Regions from separate parts of the Danio rerio genome. Here region 1 is linked to region 2. A link is a contact called in public Micro-C data. All regions are on one chromosome and are shown on one strand. Each heading gives the region's core, a stretch centred on a gene start, on an enhancer-like site or on the middle of the called end of the contact. The rest is flanking DNA. Distances are from core to core; before and after follow the strand shown. Region 1 holds the start of necab1 (N-terminal EF-hand calcium binding protein 1). Region 2 has its middle 12 kb from the start of scin.

What was found. A called contact is a pair of places that touch in the nucleus more often than the background predicts.
Region 1: a contact with region 2 is called in a Micro-C map of caudal fin, with 6 times the contacts expected there. The contact joins the promoter of necab1 here to the enhancer-like site in region 2. A contact is called at or near these places in 5 of 18 Hi-C or Micro-C datasets (caudal fin, embryo, fibroblasts and 2 more) and 1 of 4 datasets of contacts at active chromatin or transcription factors (embryo).

The regions. Positions count from the first base shown.
Region 1 is chr19:33,968,250-33,975,085 of GRCz12tu, reverse strand. necab1 (N-terminal EF-hand calcium binding protein 1) reads left to right here and starts at 1,432. Exons shown (of 13, transcript NM_001017848.1): 1 at 1,432-1,640; 2 at 3,364-3,388. The coding sequence starts at 1,554.
Region 2 is chr19:33,833,869-33,841,177 of GRCz12tu, reverse strand. No RefSeq gene overlaps it. Among named protein-coding and RNA genes, the nearest start is that of scin, 12 kb to the right of the region's middle. Within about 2 kb of position 1,402, at least 5 of the 62 cell types and tissues checked have an H3K27ac peak or open chromatin away from gene starts, as enhancers often do. A contact at or near this core is called in caudal fin, where this site is marked.

The DNA of each region.
Region 1 (6,836 bases), core at 183-2,682, 130 kb before region 2:
TAGATAATGTGGTCTTTTTCTACATATGAAATTGAACAAAAATATATCCACCTCTTTAATGACTGATTGTGGAACCTCTAATGCAAGAGAAGTACATACTTAACGTGACAAACCTTCAGTTTTAGCTAATAATATTTTTCCTTTGACAGATCTCTCATTAATCATGTGTAATTTTTACTCAATGCGCTTACCTATAACCACCCCCAATCTTACCCCTCACAGTTAGGCCTACGTCATTAGCTCCTTTGAGTGCATTGTATCTGACATTGCATCACTGAGATATGCAGTCTCCAATCCTGCACCCAGATACAGTTGAAAGAATCAGCTAATCATAATGTTTCTGTTAGTGCTATATTTTACCACAAGATGCCGCTGTTACTTTACATTTCATTCATGGAGAGACGTTTGTGCTTCGAGGCGTGCTATCATTAAATAAACAGATCATTAAAAAATATGACAGGAATAATTTTTAAAATAACTAAATGTACTTTTCTCCGTATGAAATACTGCGTAAACAGATCTAAACTGAGGATAACATCCTAAAAAAACGTAATCACTATTTTCTAACACTAAATGGGTTTAACGTGAGTTTTTTATTCTGTGGAACACAAAAGTAGATACTCTGAAGAAAGCTGGATATCGGCAACCATTTACATCCATAGAAAAGCAAATACATTGGAAGTTAATGGTTACAGTTTCCAGCTTTCTTCAAAAGAGCTTATTTTGAGTTCGAACTAAGAAAGAAAGTTAAACAGGTTTGGAACAATTGAAGGAGTAAATGATATAAATGTTAAATTTCAGAATTATCACTTTAAAATGACAGTTAAAGTAAATGAATATACATTAGCATGTATCATACTCAAATTGTTGTGTGCAAACAGTTTATTTTTCATTTCATGCAAGAGCAACTAGAATTTTTCATTTTGTATTCTTAAAAAAAGAAGGAAAATCTAATTTGGAGCGACATAAGGTCGATATTCATTCATTTTCTTTTGGTCAATTTATTTATCAGGGGTCACCACAGCAGAATGAACCACCAACTAATCCAGCATTTACACAGCAGATGCCCTTCCAGCTGCAACCTAGTACTGGGAAACACCCATACATACTCACATGAGGTTGATAAACACTAATAAATTATTATAATTATCATTATTACTGTTGTGGTGAATAATTATTATACTTTCACCTGTTATAGTTTATTTATAATGACCTGACCAAAACGTATTAGGCTGCTGTTTGGGAAGGTTTTCCATTATTACATAATGACAGACACGAAGAGACAAAAATATCTGCATGGTGAGAGACATAACAGAAATCGCCGCAGGTATAGGGAATAATGACAAGCTCTGATAGCGGAGCACAAAGCGAATGTCATTGGTGCGCAGCTCAGCATCAGAGACCTGTGGCTCATCACTGGAGTACAGCGGGAGATTCCTTTCACGCGCATTAGAGCAACACACAGCAGAACGCGCGCTCCTTCTGTCCACACGCATTAAGTGCTTTTCTGTCAGAACACAAAGTTAAAGAGTTATTTATCACTAGGATTGACCATGGATTGCTCTGAAGAGGTACAGTCACTCTCGGATGAAGCCAGCACTCCCATCGAGTTAAAGAAAGGAATGTCAATATTTTTGGACGTGAGTATTTTTAAGTAACTACTTTGTTTTTGAATGATTTTTATGCTGAATTATTGTGTGGAACGATAAAGGGAAAATGGAGACCTGATAGAACCTGTTGATTGATTCACAGTGATGTAGTTTATCGTCTGACATCTTCGTGGCTTTAATATATTCCTATTTATATCCATTTGTTATTCTGTAATTTGCTGTTCTAATATGCTTAACATTCATTATTAAATTTGCTTTATTTTTTTAAATTGCATTGATGCATTGTTCATATTTGCCTACTAGGTTCAAATAAAATAAAATTATATGTATATAATAAGTCAAAGACAGCATTTTTTATTTATGCTTTTTTTAAGTTTTATTTATTTATGTTTTAACTTGTACCTTTTTGTACTATTATATGGCAGAAGACATCAACTAAAATGTCGTTTAGTGTGACAAACAATCACTTCAGTCACATTAGGAAAATAACATTTAAAAAAATATAAATATTTAAATACATAATTTAAGGATTCTGCAATTTTGCAGTTCAGCAAAATATTAATTAAATATAATTTTTATGCCATTATTTTTGCCAGTATCATTAAAAGTCACAATATTTCTTAATAATACATTTTTAATAATTTCAAATGCCACAATATTTAGTATAGTCATTTACTCTTTTATATATTTCAATATACATATTGCATAAATCCGACTTTTGTACTTTGCGAAAGGACGTTGGAACATTATTCATCTATTTTTTAACATTTAATTTTCACAGAATGTGTTTTTTTAAACATTAGACACTAAAATCTGGTCATATGCACATCAACATAATTTTGTATATTTAGTTTGATTATGTATATATGATTGGGAAGGGCATCCGCTGCATAAAACACATGCCAGATTAATTGGTGGTTCATTCCGCTGTGGTGCCCCCAGATAAATCAGGCACTAAGCTGAAGGAAAGCGAGTGAGTGATGTATATATGAATGTGCAAATGTTTAAAGTCTCACTCATACAATATAAAGAAATGTGTACAAAATTCCCTGGCTGTAATGTAGTTTTAGGTTTTGATCTTGAAGTATTCAGGTGATTTGAGACTTACATTCTTCATAGCATTAGGCAAAGGCTTATGTAATGCACCATGACTCATATTGCATTGCTGTTATTTGCAGTCATTATGCATAGTATCAATTAATATAATGTAATTAGTCATTATGCATATTGTCAATTAAACACAACATTATTTATTCTCTTTTCTGCTATATAATGGATTCAGATCCTCTTCAAGTACAAAGCCATGCTAGCTTAAAGGCTGGTTGTAACTGCGGTTTTAGTTGCTAATTAAATTGTAGTAAGGTGTCTAAAGAGCTTCCGCTGGGATCAGAGGTGTGTATTGTTAATTATCATACTGGAATGAGGAAGCACCAGTCCTTGACAGATCAGTGGCATAGTTTTTCACTCCTCTAAGGAGGAAGCTAAATTCAGCCTAGACTTGGCATGCCCAGCAGCGGACCATATTTAAAGTGTGAATGTTCTTGCTGTGAAATGGGACTTTATTTAACAGACCGCTGTGGCGTGCTTGGGTTTTCAAAGTCAACATATCATCACGTTTTCTTTCATCTCTGCTCCTTTTAGGACTCAACCTAAATAATTTACAGTGCACGAGTCCCTTTACATGATCAGCTGAGCATGATTTTTTATTCTATGCCCAGAGGCTGTGAACTGATAATGTCCTGTTTTCTTTTAGATATTGAGAAGAGCTGACAAAAATGGTAAGCGTTGCCTTTCTGGCTTTTAAAGTTCACCTGTTGTTCACCTGCATAATAAATATTTTGGTATGGATTAGTGCATGTTACGACACCTCCATATGTTTGAATGGGTGTCCATTCTCCGGCTTTGCTGGTACTCAGTTGTCATGGAAACTCTAGACTTGCCATACGTTTCCTAATGATAGTCAATATTTTAGTAGAGCAATACCAAACAAATGTCACTGTGCTTCAAATTCATTTGTGTAAACCACCTATTTTTAAAAATAGCCTTCATTTACATATTGTTTTTTTCTATATATTATGAAAAATATATAGAAAATATATTATTATTATAAGTTCAGTTTTTTTGTTTTAGAATAGTCCAATTCAATTTTCCAATTCAATTCATGTTCATTTCTACACCACTTTTACAATGTAGATTGTGTCAAAGCAGCTTAACATAGAAGATTATAGTAAAGTGAAACTGTGTATATATATATATATATATATTTAAAGGATGTTCCTAAATATACTTAACAGTTCATGTGCTGGTGTTTTTGTGGAGTTTTATTTACATTTTCTTTAATTCTATTTTAATTAACCATAGTTTTACTACAGATAAAACCCCAAAAGTTTATTAAACTATGCTAACCACAAATTAACTGGTTTTGCCAGGGATGGGTTTGGTGGAAATTGTATGAATTTGTACAACTGAGCCACTTTTAATTTGTTACGAGTGTATACATAAAGGTCAAAACATAAAGTTCCAAATGCAGCTTTTATTGAAGCATAGGGATGGTCAGACAGGCAAGGGTCAACAGGAGCAAACAGTACAACATGGGTAATCCAGTAGATTAATCCATAAAGACAGGCAATGATTGCGGCAGGCAGAAAAATACCAATACAATCCAAAATCAAAACACAGGTAACTGCCAAAAACTAGAACTGGGAAACCGCTGCACACTAACAGTGAGTACCTTACATGGACCCCAATAATCCGATTTTAACGTGATTAGGAAATTACTGTGATTAAGAGTTTACCATGTATACAGTGATTTTTGATTAATTTAATCTGATTAAGGCTATAATCAAACTAAACATAAATCGGATTAAGACGTGGAGTATACCGTCGCAGTATTAGTCGCAGTATTAAAGTGCTGTACAGACATGTAAACACTGCAATCAAACTATTACCGTCATGTAGAGTTTTCACCGCATTTTGCAATAGGATAGTCTATACACTTACGGCTGTTTGACACTATTCTCTGCACCTACCGAGTCAGTGAAGGACCACAGACACCTGCATCGCGAAATGTGGTATCAAACTCCATTAAAGCAACACTCTTCCAGCAGTTCATACTCGCATCTTATATCTCGCTTGTCGGGGGGCATAAATGAAATGATGAGATGAATGAAAGTGAAACTGCCGATCTGTACGTAAAGTCGAATTCTCAGCACATACCAATCTTCACAGATGGTTCAAAGATGGAAAGTAATGTAGCAGCAGCAATGGTGACAGGGGAACAAAGTCATGGAATCAGTCTGCCTAAAGAATGCTCCATATTCACAGCTGAAGCCCGCGCTTTACTTTTAGCATTGGAGTATATAGAAAATGCCCAACAAAAGAAATCCATCATTTTTACAGACTCTAAATCATGCCTCCAAGTTATGGAATCTTCAACCAATGATCATCCTTTGATTGACAATATTTTAACTAAAGTTCACCAACTACAAAATCAGTTTTATCACATCATTTTTTGCTGGGTTCCTGGACATGTCTGACTTTTAGGAAATGAGCGAGCTGATGCAGCTGCTAAAGATGCTTTGAAGCAAGTAGTGAACAAATGCCAAATTCCTCCGTCAGAGATGAAACCTTTTATCAACGCTTACATTTTAAACAAGTGGCAAAAGGAATGGGATGCATTAGAAAACAATAAACTACATGAAATCCAACCTGAAGTTTCACACAGAATTTTAAGACATTTTAAGAATCGATTTGATCAAGTAGTTTTTACCAGATGTCGTATTGGGCATACGAGAATTACACATGGATTTTTGCTCCAAGGTGAAAACCCTACTCAGTGTTTGTGCTGCAAAACTCATCTTACTGTAAAACATATTTTACTGGACTGTCCTGCTTTTACTGATTCCAGAAGGACTTTTTATGAAATGAACTCTTTTAAGGACATTTTTGACAAAGTGGAACCAGAAAAGATTTTAGAATTTTTATCATGTATTAACACAAAAAATCTTATTTAATTTATGTTTTATTTTGTTTGTTAATTTTTAAATTGTATATTTATTGTTGAAAGATTCCTGCCATGAAGATAGCCTTGGTTGCTGACATGGCACTAAATAAAAAATACATTACATTACAGTACGTAAAGTCGACAAATTAAAAATGAAACATTTGAAATTACTTAAAACTCCTGACAAAAGTGGACAGCACGGTTATGCAATGTGGCAATGTGCTGGATAATTTGGCGGTTCACTCCGCTGTGGTGAACACTGATTTAGGGATGGTTGACGTGCGACTGAAGTTTCGAGACAGTGTCAAGATCCCGATGGGCAAGTGTTTCGAAACCCATTATTTCAGAGATTTGAGCCCATTATCTCTTCATACTAGTCTAAAACTCTCACCGCTTCACTAAATCACTTAAAACTTTAATGCGAGATATAATTTCTCAGTTTCTTTTCTGAAGCTGTTTCAGAGCAATACATAAAAATTAGAGACGGGTTTCAAAACGTTTCGAAGCTTCAACAATTTTGCTTCAACCGTTGCAGTGTTTCATGAAGCCTCACTTTGCCCACCACTACCTTGATTAATAAAGGGACTAAGGCAAAAAGACAATGAATAAATGAATGAACATTTAAACGGGATCATGAAAGGAACTTTAAAAAAGCAACTCATGTAAACACCTTAATCATATTATTGACTTATTCAGATTAAGGCAAATAATTTGATTATTGATGTCCATGTAAAAGTAAGAAAGTGAGGTGTAGTCCTAGTAATCAGTCCTCATGAGATTCAGTTGTGTGATTATAATCAGTTGTGAATTAGAACTGGTGTGTGTAAAGTGCATGATGGAACATGTAGTCCGGTTCAGTGGCACATGTGCTGTGTGTCTGGTGACTGCGATTGTTTAAACCACTGTGACACTTTTTCACAGTAGTCTATGTGGTTTTGTTGCCCTAAAAAAATCAGTGATGGGTCAAATCAGTCTGATCTCACAAGGAAATGTAGATATTTAATGTTTTGTCAAGTTAGTAGCTGATTCAGAGTTCAGTCGTATGAAAATGTATGATTTTAAAAAGGTTGCATGGCACCCAACCCCACCCCTAAACCCAACTCTCATTGGGGGACAAGCAAATTGTACTAAATTGCACAAATGAGATAAAAATCTTAGCCACTAAATCAAAAAGTTACAAATTGCCCTGCCTGACATAGCGTTGGTCAAATATGTTCAAACCC
Region 2 (7,309 bases), core at 153-2,652:
AAAGCATGCAACTTAAGTTAACAGACTAATCCAAATCAGCACCATAGACGTGCTCCTAGTAAGTAGTTATCTTTTAAGAGCAATTACTATCTGTTCATTAGCTTATGCAGCAGGGCAGTTCTCGAGATCTACCTGAGCTCAAACTCCCCTCACGCCTCGCAAACGGGAGGGAGCCCCGGGCTCTCTCCTGGGACAGCATGTCAACAAGCTTTATAATCTATCATCAGCTAAGTGTGAACTCTTGAATAAGGCTTTTCACTATTTAACACAGGACAAAATTAGATTGTGCTATTAAAATGGGAAAATGTTGACTCTGCTAAAGCATGTTAGATATTGTTACTCATCCTACTCATGCTAACTACATTGTAAAACGTTTAAGTTTGTTGAAGCTAACAAGTGCTAACATGTTAAAACACCCTTGCAACAGTTATAATGTGAATGCGAGTCTGATTAAAACATTCTAATGCATGCTAGCACTATATAGCTATGAAATAGTCCAGCCTGATCTCACGAGAAAACGTTACTATTTTAAGTTTTGTCAATTGAAAAGTGGCTTATTCGTTCACTGAAAAAAAAATGATTCAAAGATGCTTTCTTGGATTTACTAATTATTATTTAAGGTAAGTGGTTGTAAACAATTTATTTAAGGCTGAATTCAAGCAAATTAAGTTGAACACTACAAAATTTAATTTTACTTAAATTCAACCCATATAAATTGACTTCAACAGTTTTGTAGACACTATATTTTCAGTGTACAAATTTGAAATGTACGATTTTAAAAAGGAGATTTTTAAACCCAACCGTCATTGGGGGATAAGAAAATCATTCTAATATGTGCAATGAGATCGTATGAATTCATACAAATTAGCCACTAAATCAAAAAGTTCTGAATTGCTGTGTGATTGTGTTTTAGCAACAGGAGGTTCTGACTCTCTGTGGTCATTAAAAATCCCATGGCACTTCTCATATAAAGTAGGGGTGTAACCCCGCTGTCCTAGCCAAGTTCCCTCCATCAGCCCTTACCAATCATGGCCTCCTATTCATCTCCATTTACCAAATTGGCTATATCACCGTCTCTCCACTCCCATCTACAGCTTTCTGTGGTGAGAGCACTGGCGCCATTATCCTGTGGCAGCCATCGCATCATCCAAGTAAATGCTGCACACTGATGGTGGAGTGGAGAGACCCCCCTCAAGATTGTGAAGAGCTTTGGGTGTATGGCCATACACGATAAATACTCTATATAAATACACATTACATTACATAACAAAAGCTAACAATGTTAAAATACAAGTCATGCTACCAATTGGTTTGCATAATGTATCAACATAGTGCTAAAGCTCATTGATTCCTGCTTAAATATGATAGCAGAATGTAAAATAAATATTGAAAACCCTGATTTAACTGTTAGCCATATGCTAAAACATGCTATCAACATGCAAATTCATGCAAGTAACATTAATTATGTTGTATTTTGGTAAAACATGCCAGAAATATACAGAATCTTTATTTTTTCTTTCTGTATCAACTTCAAAAGTTATTTTTCCGATCAAGTTTTTTTTAAGTTACAGCTGAAACGGAAACATCAAATGCTGTTGAGAAACAGGAAATGCAGCAAAAGGGTGGCAACACATCATTTGTGATGCTGAACCTTGATTATCTTGTTAAATCACTTGTATATAAAACATCTAAAAGTCAACTTTTATACAAAGAATACTCTACGATTTTAATAGCTCTATGCGTTTATACTAAAAATATGGGTAACACTTTATTTTGAAGGTCCTTACTGCACATTTTGTTGACTAAAAGGGTCCCACTTTATATTAAGTGGCCTTAACTAATAAGTACTTACATAGGAATTAAGTTTGTTACAATGTACTAATTGTGTAAATACATGTATTTACGGTGTACTTATACTTGATTAAATACATGTATGTAATTACATCTGTAATTAACTTTTGTAATTACATTTGTAAATACAATATTGACCATCCCTTACACCTTAACCCACCCTTAAACCTACCCATACCTCCAAACCTGTTCATAACCCAACCTCTATCCAAACTCAAAAGCACCACAAGTGTTCTCAAATACATCATAAACACAGTAAGTACATTGTATTTATTTTTTGATGGAAGTACATAGTAGTTAAGGACACTTAATATAAAGTGGGACCACTAAAAGTTTCATTGCAACGACATGCCAATTACTTCTCATTTGAGAATTAGTAGGTTGTCTGCTTTATATCTGCAGATACTGCTCCTTTTACATATTTAACTGATATAAGAAGCTTAGCAAGTATACATGCCAACTTACCCTAACCCTAACAGTCTACATATCTATTGAGAATTAGTTGGTGTGTAAATACAATGTAACTTAAATTCAACAAAATGCATTAAAGGGACCATCAAAATAAAGTGATACCAAAATGGGTAATACATTATTTTTCACTTCGTTAAAGTATTTAATTGGATGCTGAGATAGCCTGGTCTTGCTCAACGAAAAGATGGTTCTACTCAGCAATTACTGTTAGATCATATAAAGTGCGCAGAGAACAGCATAATTAGCAGATTTTCATTTCCGATGCTTTGCCATGACAATAAGAAAGCAATCATGTTCGACTGGGTATTGTATCAAGCATCTAATTAGAGTTATTGCATAACCCAAAGGTAACCAGTATTTAGAGCTTACTCAATGAGAGTTCAAACAGGAAGGCTGGTTTTATTAGCTAGCAACAGAGCGATGTATCCAGGGCAGGGACAAATTATACAATAGCTGTCATGCAGATAGAACTGCCAATAGCAGCATTTTACTGACTATAATTATGTGGCCCTCGATCCTCTCTTTAAATAAAAAGTTTTATTAAAACTACAAAAGAAAGTTGCCTAAAGGCTTTGAAAAACGTTTACAGAGATGCATCTACATTTGTTAAACGCTAATATGTTGATATTACATCAATATATTGATGTGAGCTGTTCATCAAAGCCCATTCCCACATGTCTGTGTAGGCATCAGTGCCAATTTTGCTTGACATGACTTGCTTCTTAACAATTTCCTGTAGAATCTACAGTAATTTACTGTATATCAGTTACAGCAGAAATACTGTATTTACTGTACAAATACCATGTTTTGAGAAAAAGTTGATTTACCAAGAAAATTATTGCTTTTTAATGAGAAAGTAATGTTTTTATGAGACAATTGTTCAGTTTTAACAAGAAAAGATGTTGTTTTAACAAAATAGCATTTAGTTATTACGAGAAAAGAAGTCATTTTAACGAAGAGAGATTGCTTTTAAAAAAATCCCAAGCTCCTTGAGGTATTTGCAAGATTTTGTGCTAAATTACAGAATTCTAGAAGGACTGACCAGAAAATGTTTCTTTTCTTTCATTATGCAAGGATTTGCATAGTTATCTGCTGAGTTCATCAGGTATGCATGATTAAATTCTCAGCAGAGGAGACATGTTTTGGTTTATTGCTCAGAGATACACAGATCCATCCAGAGCACAGATGGTTGATATTAACTGCCGGCGATGAGACCATTCAGTTTTATGGGTCACCAGAGTATTATATTCATAATTATCATGAAGTTTACAAAAAAAAATAGCTATGACCATACAAGTTATGAGCTAGCTTGTGAATTTGAATGATCACTTACTGTAGATTCTATGAAAAGTGTTCATGATTTTTGCTTAATATCCATGCAGGAAGGGGATATAAAGGAATATTTCTTTTAAAAATGAAAATACATGTAAGATGACTCTGTTGGTTTACAACTTTTTCATTAAACCTTGCTAACACGATGTAAAAATATAAGAGCAACAGACTAAAAAAAAACACATGTTGCCAAATTACATGAAAACACTTTAACCCAGTGCTTCTCAAACTTGTTTTATCAAGTACCACCTCAGAATGAGCAATTTTGAAATACAGCAGCGTAGTAGGCCCGATAAAGCAGCTATAGCGAAATCGTATTAGTAGCCAAGGGCTATCAAGTACATTAGTCACAGTCAAATAAACAGTGTTAATTTTGTTTTCAAGTCACACTTGCAGATTATTTCAGATCGAATATTCAAAGTGGTAAACAATATAGGGAGTGTGCATGTCACAAGTTGTAACTAAAAGAATGTTCATTCATTCATTTTCTTTTCGGCTTAGACCCTTTATTAATCCGGGGTCACCACAGCGGAACTAATCCTGCACGTTTTTACGCATAGGATGCCCTATCAGCCACAACCCATCTTTGGGAAACATCCACACACACACTCATTCCCACACATAATCTATGGACAATAGTTTATCTGTGGGGCCCACCTGGGCTGGCCCGCGTGGGTCCCAGCTGAGATGGCCAGTATTTTTATTTATGATAATATTTTACATTTAAGTACAGCAATTTTCTTTTAACTTTTTAAGAACAGTGCCATGTTTAATTAACTTTTAAAATCACATTTTAATTTAAACATTGACATTTTATTTATCTTTTTTACCTGTGTGTTATTGTTCAAACTATTATGTTTAAAGTGGCTGACAATATCAAATATTCAAAATAATAATTATTAATCTGCCACATTTGTGAACTGTGCTGTAGCCGCTTAATTTCAATACATGCATTATGGTGGTACTTGGAGAGACAATTTTTTCTGAGGTGGTACTTGGTGAAAAAGGTTTGCGAACCACTGAAGTACAACATACATTACAGACAATTTAGCCTACCCAATTCACCTGCACCGCATGTTTTTGGAGGAAACCCACTCCAACATGCAAACTCCACACAGACACACTAACTGACCCAGCCGTGGCTTGAACCAGCGACCATTTTGCTGTGAGGCGACAGCACTACCTACTGTGCCACTGCGTTGCTCTGAATGAATGTGTGAATATAACAACCAAGTTTACCTCAATAACTTACACTTTGCACTACAGGAGCCAATCAGCGATCACTATAGAATGACAATTCTCCGGGGAAGAGGCTTAGACCAGACATGAGTTTTTGCAGATTTTGAGTGATACGAAGATTTAGAAATGAAACGAAATAGACAGATGTTGTTTAATTGTATTGGTTATTCATAATATGAAATGTAATCTTAAGCTTGGCAAGTAGTTTAGGAGAATTTAATCTTTTCCCATTCAGACAGAGTGCCCTAGCATACTGCCAGAAAGGTTTTTCAAAGATGGCCGCCAAGTGAAATGACTTGCCTTAAAGAGACTTTGATGTAGCATGTAGCCTACATATGACTTATTTGATTCCTCTGCGTACCACTATAGGAAGCCCGCATACCACTAGTGGTACATGTACCACAGTTTGAGAATCACTGCTTTAACCATTTTAGAAACTGACAAAATCCAACATCAAGTTACAGTATGTTAGCAAAAATCTGACATGCCAGAAGCCTGTAAACATTAAAACCACATATTACAACCAGCCTAAACTCATGAGGAAACATAACTATTTTACAAATTGTCAGAAAAGAATTGCTGTGTAAATCTGTGTAGGCAACATTCCCTCATTTATTTATTTTCCTTTAGCAAAGTCCCTTTATTCATCTGGGGTTGCCACAGCGGATAGAACCACCAACTTATCCAGCATATTTTACACAGCGAATGCCTTTCCAGCTGCAACCCAGTACTGGGAAACATCCATACACACTCATTCACACTTGTACACTACAGCCAATTTAATTTATTGAATTTACCTATATATAGCGCAAGTCTTTAGACTGTAGGAGAAACCGGAGCACTCGGATGAATAGCCACATGAACATGTGGAGAACATGCAAACTTCACACAGAAACGCCAACTGACCCAGCCGGGACTCAAACGAGCAACCTACTTGCTGTGATGCTACAGGCCAAACCACTGAGCCACCATATCGCCCGTGTAAGCAGGATGTTCAATATTTTATAAACATGCTAGCTCCATTCTAATTGATGCAAACAACATGCTAACCTTCCTAAAACCTGTTAAAATCAGTGCTTGAAGTAAGTGTCTATATGCCAGTATGCTGCACTGCACTTTTATAGCACTCTTAACTCTTTATTAAGCGCAGAAAGCTTTCAGGAAAAAAGACATATGAGTTATGGAAGTCTAGCAATGATTCTAGTTCCAGCTCAGCTAAGTTTTATGCATGAACATGACAAGAATTTTGCCCTCAGATTATCACAAATGTGTCTTGACATCAATGTATCATCAGTGGTCTCTGTAGTCGATTAGTCTGTTTATGCTTGAATATAAATTCCTAAAGAATTTTTATTAGAAATGCTGGCTTTGCATATGTCACCGTACTTTGTGTTCTCACTCTCTCTTCCAGTTCTGTTTCAGATTACCTTCAGTTACCTGCTTTTACTCTGTCACGAAGTCACAGGTCATTTGAGCTAATTCGCTCCACCTGTTTCTCATCCCTTTTTTCCTACGTCATTTCCCTTCGTGTGTGTGTGTGTGTGTGTGAAAGATAACAAAAATGGCTTCAGAAACTATACACAGATGTGTTGTGAATAAGAGCGCAGTGAACTGTAATGCTCTACAAGTGTTGCAGCAAGATATATTTGGATAAGTGTGTGTGTGTGTGTGTGTGTGTGTGTGTGTTTGTGTGTGTTTGTGTGTGTGGGGGGTTCTGTTACTCACCCCATATTTGTGTCGAGGGCTGCCAGTGAACGAGTATCCCGTTATTTTGGACTGTTTCCACGGCACTTCCCCGGCACTCACCAGACTGGGTTTTCTTTGTTTGCAAACACTTTCTCCTCAATAAATACTTTGTTCTGCATTTGAGTTCACGCCTTCGTCTACTTGTGACAGCATATTAAATATCACTGGAATTTCACTGGAAATGCAAACCACAAATCTTTCTTGTTTTTAACCTTGTTTGTGGTTCTCCACAACATACCACATATACTACTGACTGATCATCATGTTTTAAGCTTTATGGACAATTCCTCTGGAAACAGTGTACTGGTGTCATATTCAGTTCAAATTATTTTTGAGTGACACGACTGATTCTGTTGTTCCTGTGAAGATCTACCAGGGAAATCTGACGCTGTTTCAAACTGTTGTTAAACTAAATGACATGTTAGTGGATGTCTTCTGTAAATCATGGTAAAATATACAACTGTTATAATTTTTTTTGCTTAAGTAAAAAGTAAAAGTTTGACTGCTACTGCATGTGTGATACACAGTAAACTCAACACTTCCACCAAAGAGGGCAACAAAACATTGCTGAATACTGTTTCTTACTGTACTGTCTATAATGCTGCAAGAAAGAAAATATTCTGTGTGAAGAAGCAAAAGCTGATTGTGTTTCTCTTTCCTTTTTCTTTAC